Linked DNA regions of Mus musculus: region 2 is linked to region 1. Evidence: chromatin contacts called from public capture Hi-C data. All regions are on one chromosome and are shown on one strand. Each heading gives the region's core, a stretch centred on a gene start, on an enhancer-like site or on the middle of the called end of the contact. The rest is flanking DNA. Distances are from core to core; before and after follow the strand shown.

What was found. Capture Hi-C pulls out chosen DNA fragments and counts their contacts.
Region 2: a contact with region 1 is called in a capture Hi-C map of embryonic stem cells, with 3 times the contacts expected there. The contact joins two enhancer-like sites. A contact is called at or near these places in 1 of 115 datasets of contacts at active chromatin or transcription factors (embryonic stem cells) and 1 of 9 other capture datasets (embryonic stem cells).

Annotation. Positions count from the first base shown.
Region 1 is chr6:33,288,818-33,292,068 of GRCm38.p6, forward strand. The region is part of intron 3 of Exoc4 (exocyst complex component 4); the gene reads left to right. Among named protein-coding and RNA genes, the nearest start is that of Exoc4, 41 kb to the left of the region's middle. Within about 2 kb of position 1,559, at least 9 of the 459 cell types and tissues checked have an H3K27ac peak or open chromatin away from gene starts, as enhancers often do. A contact at or near this core is called in embryonic stem cells, where this site is marked.
Region 2 is chr6:34,190,028-34,193,278 of GRCm38.p6, forward strand. No RefSeq gene overlaps it. Among named protein-coding and RNA genes, the nearest start is that of Gm32533, 5.5 kb to the right of the region's middle. Within about 2 kb of position 1,599, at least 11 of the 459 cell types and tissues checked have an H3K27ac peak or open chromatin away from gene starts, as enhancers often do. A contact at or near this core is called in embryonic stem cells, where this site is marked.

The DNA of each region.
Region 1 (3,251 bases), core at 309-2,808:
ATAGATTCCTAAACCTCCTCTAAACCTCATTATTTCTCTGAGCCTTGAATGGACTCCTTTTATTCTGCTTTCTATACTCCAACTCTTTTCTTCATTGGGTAGTCCAGCTCTTGTAACCACTGAGCTGTCAGGCTGTAGACGAAAGTTAAGTGAGTGACATCACTGACTTTACATCCGCAATGGGGATTCTTGTGAGCAGGACTTACTTTATATACTTTATATCTCTTACTTACGGTGTTATAGCCTAGTAGTAAAACTGTGTCTCATTCATTGGATGCAGTTAAATACAGAGAGTTGTGGGTAGCAGTGTGTGTGTGTGTGTGTGTGTGTGTGTGTATGTATTTAGCAAAGTGGGAATTCATTAAGGAAAGGTCCTAGTACAGATTTTAGGAAGAGGACACTCTTCAGAGTTCTGTAAAGGACACAGCATTTTACAGTAGTGCTCTGATATCCCAGATAGAGCAAAGCTTTCAGTCCTGCTCCCCAAACTGTTAGGTTTATCAGCCTAAAATAATAACAGGTAGGATGTCTTTTCACAAAATATTTTTATTCAGGAACAAATGGGCATATTTATTCCTGGCTGCATGTACTATTACAGCTCATGGGTACATTCAAGGAGGCAAAGACTAGACCTTTTCAAAGTTAAACTAGGAAGGTTTTCAAAATTGTTTCAAAACTATTATCTTTGGCCAAAAGGATCACTATCAGGGAAGTATCCGCTCAAGTCTGTAAATAGTAGCTGGACCGGCAGCTAAGCAATAGTATCTTTTTTGTGTAAAGTCGATATCGCTTCTGCTGAAGATTGCTGGTTTTTTTGTTTTTTTTTTTTTGTTTTTTTTTTTTTTAGGCTGCATCATCTCTCTCTCTTTTTTTAAAATATTTTTATTATTACGTATTTTCCTCAATTACATTTAGAATGCTATCCCAAAAGTCCCCCATACCCCCCCCCCCCCCACTTCCCTACCTACCCATTCCCATTTTTTGGCCCTGGCATTCCCCTGTACTGGGGCATATAAAGTTTGCGTGTCCAATGGGCCTCTCTTTCCAGTGATGGCTGACTAGGCCATCTTTTGATACATATGCAGCTAGAGTCAAGAGCTCCGGGGTACTGGTTAGTTCATAATGTTGTTGCACCTACAGGGTTGCAGATCTCTTTAGCTCCTTGGATACTTTCTCTAGCTCCTCCATTGGGGGCCCTGTGCTCCATCCAATAGCTGACTGTGAGCATCCACTTCTGTTTTTGCTAGGCCCCGGCCTAGTCTCACAAGAGACAGCTATATTAGGGTCCTTTCAGCCAATGCTTGACTCTTTGTAATCCTTTTTTTCTCTCTCAGTCCCCATGAGTGAGGACCCCTCCATTTTAGCCTCTATACTCTGTTAGAGTCTGATATAAAGTAAATGACTAAATTGTGGGAGAAACTTTTTAATTTTTATTTTATCAAAAGTAGTTAATCCTGGCAAGGACTCATATTTCCAGAAATGTCTCCTTTTCTGTTGTAGATGAACCTGTCTCCTCAGGTTGTGTAGTCCAGTCCTCACCAGTGAGCACTTAGGAATAATAGATAGATAGCCCTTTGTGTGCTTGCTAGACTGGGTTGGGTTCTGGTAACCCTTTTAGGAAAACAATTGCTTTGTCATGCGACTTTTGCTTTGTTTGCACATTTTTTTTTGTGGGATTGTAAGATTGTTCTTTGTTTGTGATAGTTTTCACTAGTTGAAACAAGCTAAATAAATAGCCAACATGTGATCATTATGACTCATGAAAGTAGTAATACCTGAACCTATTACCTTTAAAGCTTCATTCAGTTGTGTTTCTTAGTTCCTGTCTGATAAATATTTAAAATTTTGCAAATCCTTGATCTCATGTTTGCTTAGAGATCTAAATGAGAGTGGATCCACAGGGAGGCCTGGAGTTTGGTGTCTCTGGCAGTCTACAGTTCACTCTCTCTTCAGGTAGATACTTGGGAGTAGGAGGCTATCTAGGAGAAGGAGGTTGAAGCCTCCTGCTTCTCCTCGTTTTTTGGCTTGTGTCTTAATTTCTTTTGGAGATAGTTGCTAATATCATTTATCTCTGTGAATATCTCTACCAAATTTTTTTAAAAAAACTATTACTTTCTTTTTTTTTTCTTTCCATTTTTTATTAGGTATTTAGCTCATTTACATTTCCAATGCTATACCAAAAGTCCCCCATACCCACCCACCCCCACTCCCCTACCCACCCACTCCCCCTTTTTGGCCCTGGCGTTCCGCTGTACTGGGGCATACAAAGTTTACGTGTCCAATGGGCCTCTCTTTCCAGTGATGGCCGATTAGGCCATCTTTTGTTACATATGCAGCTAGAGTCAAGAGCTCCGGGGTACTGGTTAGTTCATAATGTTGTTCCACCTATAGGATTGCAGATCCCTTTAGCTCCTTGGGTTCTTTCTCTAGCTCCTCCATTGGGAGCCCTGTGATCCATCCATTAGCTGACTGTGAGCATCCACTTCTGTGTTTGCTAGGCCCCGGCATAGTCTCACAAGAGATAGCTACATCTGGGTCCTTTCAATAAAATCTTGCTAGGGTATGCAATGGTGTCAGCGTTTGGGTGCTGATTATGGGGTGGATCCCTGGATATGGCAGTCTCTACATGGTCCATCCTTTCATCTCAGCTCCAAACTTTGTCTCTGTAACTCCTTCCATGGGTGTTTTGTTCCTAATTCTAAGGAGGGGCATAGTATCCACACTTCAGTCTTCATTCTTCTTGAGTTTCATGTGTTTAGCAAATTGTACCTTATATCTTGGGAATCCTAGGTTTGGGGCTAATATCCACTTATCAGTGAGTACATATTGTGTGAGTTCCTTTGTGAATGTGTTACCTCACTCAGGATGATGCCCTCCAGGTCCATCCATTTGGCTAGGAATTTCATAAATTCATTCTTTTTAATAGCTGAGTAGTACTCCATTGTGTAGATGTACCACATTTTCTGTATCCATTCCTCTGTTGAGGGGCATCTGGGGTCTTTCCAGCTTCTGGCTATTATAAATAAGGCTGCTATGAACATAGTGGAGCATGTGTCCTTCTTACCAGTTGGGGCATCTTCTGGATAAATGCCCAGGAGAGGTATTGCTGGATCCTCCGGTAGTACTATGTCCAATTTTCTGAGGAACCGCCAGACTGATTTCCAGAGTGGTTGTACAAGCCTGCAATCCCACCAACAATGGAGGAGTGTTCCTCTTTCTCCACATCCACGCCAGCATCTGCTGTCACCTGA
Region 2 (3,251 bases), core at 349-2,848, 900 kb after region 1:
ACAGCCCCAGCTCGCAGGATCAATAAACCTCTTGCTTGTTTCATTGATCTCCATCTCTGTGTTTCTGTGAGTGGAACATCCCAGACGTAAGGCTCTTCAGGTCTTACAGGGTCAAGGATTGACACTTATGAGCTGACAGAGACCATTCTCACTATACATTATAGTCATCAACCAAAAGAAAGCAACACAGGCTTGCCCACGGGCCAGTCTGGTGAAAGTACTTTCTCAGTTGAGCTTCCCTCTTCCAAGATGACTCTAACTTGTGTAAAATAGACTTGAAACAGTCTGCACGACCATATCTTTGGGTAGTTATCCTAAGGCAGAGGTTCTCAACCTGTGGAACATGACCCCTTTGGGGATTGTATAGTCTATATTTTGCATAAAAGATACTTACCTTATGATTCATAACAGTAAAAAAAACTACAAGAAGGTTGAACAGCATATGAGATGCATTCAGATTTTGGTTGAAATTTATTTAATGATTAGGAGGATTAAACATCTGTTCATTTACTTATGAATCAAATATTGGTCACATACAGAAATATCTGTTCAAATTGTTCTTTGACTTTACATTTAGAAGCACAGTAAAGAACAAATTCTTTAGGTTGATGGTGTCTGAACTCTGATTAGTCTCTAAGCAGCAGAACTAAAAGGAGCAGGAGGCCGTCTCAGAACACCCTTCACTTGACACTTGCCCTAGTGTGTTAACCTTTTATGTTGATGAATCTTCTTATTTTTTCTTTGCTAAAAAAAAATCATAAATTTGCTCATAATTCAACAGTGCAAAGTCAAAAAGACATAAAAATGTAATAGGTTTGTCTTAGGGTTTTACTGCTGGGAGCAGACACCATGACCAAGGCAAGTCTTATAAACAACATTTAATTGGGGCTGGCTTACAGGTTCAGAGGTTCAGTCCATCATCATCAAGGTGCAAGCATGGCAGCATCCAGGCAGGCATGGTGCAGGCAGAGCTGAGTTCTACATCTTCATCTGAAGGCTGCTAGGAGAAGACTGGCTTCCAGGCAGCTAGGATTGGGGATCTTAAAGCCCATGTCCCAGAAACACACCTACTCCAACACATCTCCAAATAGTGCCACTCCCTGGGCCAAGCATATTCAAACCATGACAAGGTTAAAATTGTAAGCCCTTCCCTTGAAACTCAACAACTCAACTAACTACCTTCCTTACATACTTCTGCCGTTCCTGAGTTTTGTGCATTTCTCTCATTAGCTAATAGGCAGAGATACATTTTTTAAACACAAATATTTTTCCTTAATCTGTCTTGGAAACTGTTCCATATTAGCCTGGTGATGGTTCCATATTAGCCTGGTGATGGTGCCACCAGCTCCTTTGGCTTTCTAGACATCATCTTACCGTGTAGCCTTAGCTGGAACTTGCTGTGTGAACCAGACTAGGCTTGAATTGCAGCAAATCTTCTGGCAAGCCTCCTACCGACCTCTGTCTGCTGTGTGCTGGGATAACGGATGTGAGCCACCACACCAGGTCCCGCGTTTCTCTTCTTAACATCTGAAAGTGTTCGGTTCGTGGACGTGGCATCTTCTATTCAGCCACATCCAAGGTCTATTCTCTTGGATGTTTAGGCTCCCCAGTGTCTTGCCATAATGAATGCCAATATGTTGAATAGCACTGTATTCTTAAGCAAACTAAATGGGTGTGTCACCAGAAAATTTGGAGAATCCCAACTCAGCCTCCAAATGATACCAGGAAAGTGAGGGTCCCTTTTTGAGATTCTTAGTCTCATTAGTAACAGAGTTTAAGAATAGACTCTAATGGAAGATTGAGCCCAATTTATTAGAGTCTAAAAGGAAAAGCCTAGAGCAGGTAAACTGTCAATCTCACAGTTGCCTAGAGGTGGGGGGAGGGAGGGGAACGGAGGCATAGTATGGAAAAGAGAAGGAAAACAACAACAACCATATTGTTTGAAAAGAGGGGAACAGAGGTCAGTCACATGGTTGGAGGGGAGCTTTAGAGAAAGAGTAAGGAAGCCCAGAGTTGTGGAAAGCCGGTACGTGCTGCGAGCAATCGCATGTGTGCCGCCAGTAATCTCTGAGGAGAGCTGTGTGTGCCGCGAGCAATCGCCATTATAAGATGGCGTGGGCCTCCGCTGTGCCTAACTAGTAAACAAGCTTTGTACGCAGGTGCAAGAGTGAATTCACTCCTAGTCACTCCCATTCTCGGGGTGTAATAGTGGGGTGATGGGCAAGCAACGAATCGGGAGCTGTCACGCCATATCAGGTGCTGAAACGTCACGCTGCGGGTTATAAAAGCAGCGCCATTTTCCCGGTTCGGAATCTTCCTGAGAAGCAAGCAATAAAGCTTTTGCCGCGGAAGATTCTGGTTTGTTGCGTCTTTCTTGCCGGTCGAGCGGGACGCAATACAGAGTATTGAGGAGACCACAGTGGGCTCTGACCAGCATCCGAAAGAAAAAGACAGACGAGATGGGTGGGGTGGGGGAAGTGGGGATGGGAGTGGGGTGCAGACCCACAGGAACCTCACAGGGGCTCACAGGGTTGCCCCTAGTGTGGCAAAAATTCTGGGAAGAAAATCTATGTTATCCTCAGAGGAACCCTCCCACCTAGGGGGCGTTTCTGCCTTGTTAGATTAACTGGAGAAAAGGTCACTCCTCCACCTAGAGATAGAGTCCCGTGTTTTATTACAGCAGGGAGACAGCAAGCCATTTGTTAGCGGTAAAGCTAAGCGAAGTTAATCACCTCACCTATGTTTGTGTTCCTCACAAGTGTTAATAGCATTAATTCTCTCTCCTCTCTCCCTGCCCTTCTCCCTCTCCCTCTTCCCCTCACCCCCGTATGTGTGTGTGTCTGTGTGTATACATGTGTGGGCATATGGTGTGTGTGAGTGCACACATGTACCGCGGCATACTTGTGGAGGTCAGTGGCCAGCTCCAGGTGCCTGGATTCCACCTTGCTTGAAACACAGTCTCTTGTTCCCGCTCTGCAGGCCTGGCTAGCTGGCCTGAGTTTTGGTGGAGTCTTACTCTGTCTCTCATCCCTCAGTAGGAGGATGCTGGGAATGTGTGCTACCTTGTCTGTTTTTTTCCATGGGTTCTGGACATTGGAACTCAGGTCGTCATACAGGCATGGTAAACACTCTGCCCACAGAGCCATCTTCCCAGGCCAGCAATAACTTTCAAAGATTCTCAAGGCCAAGTGTAAGGGAGTAGATACTTTACCCAAGACAGGAGTGGTGGCAGCTGCCTTTGACCCCAGCAC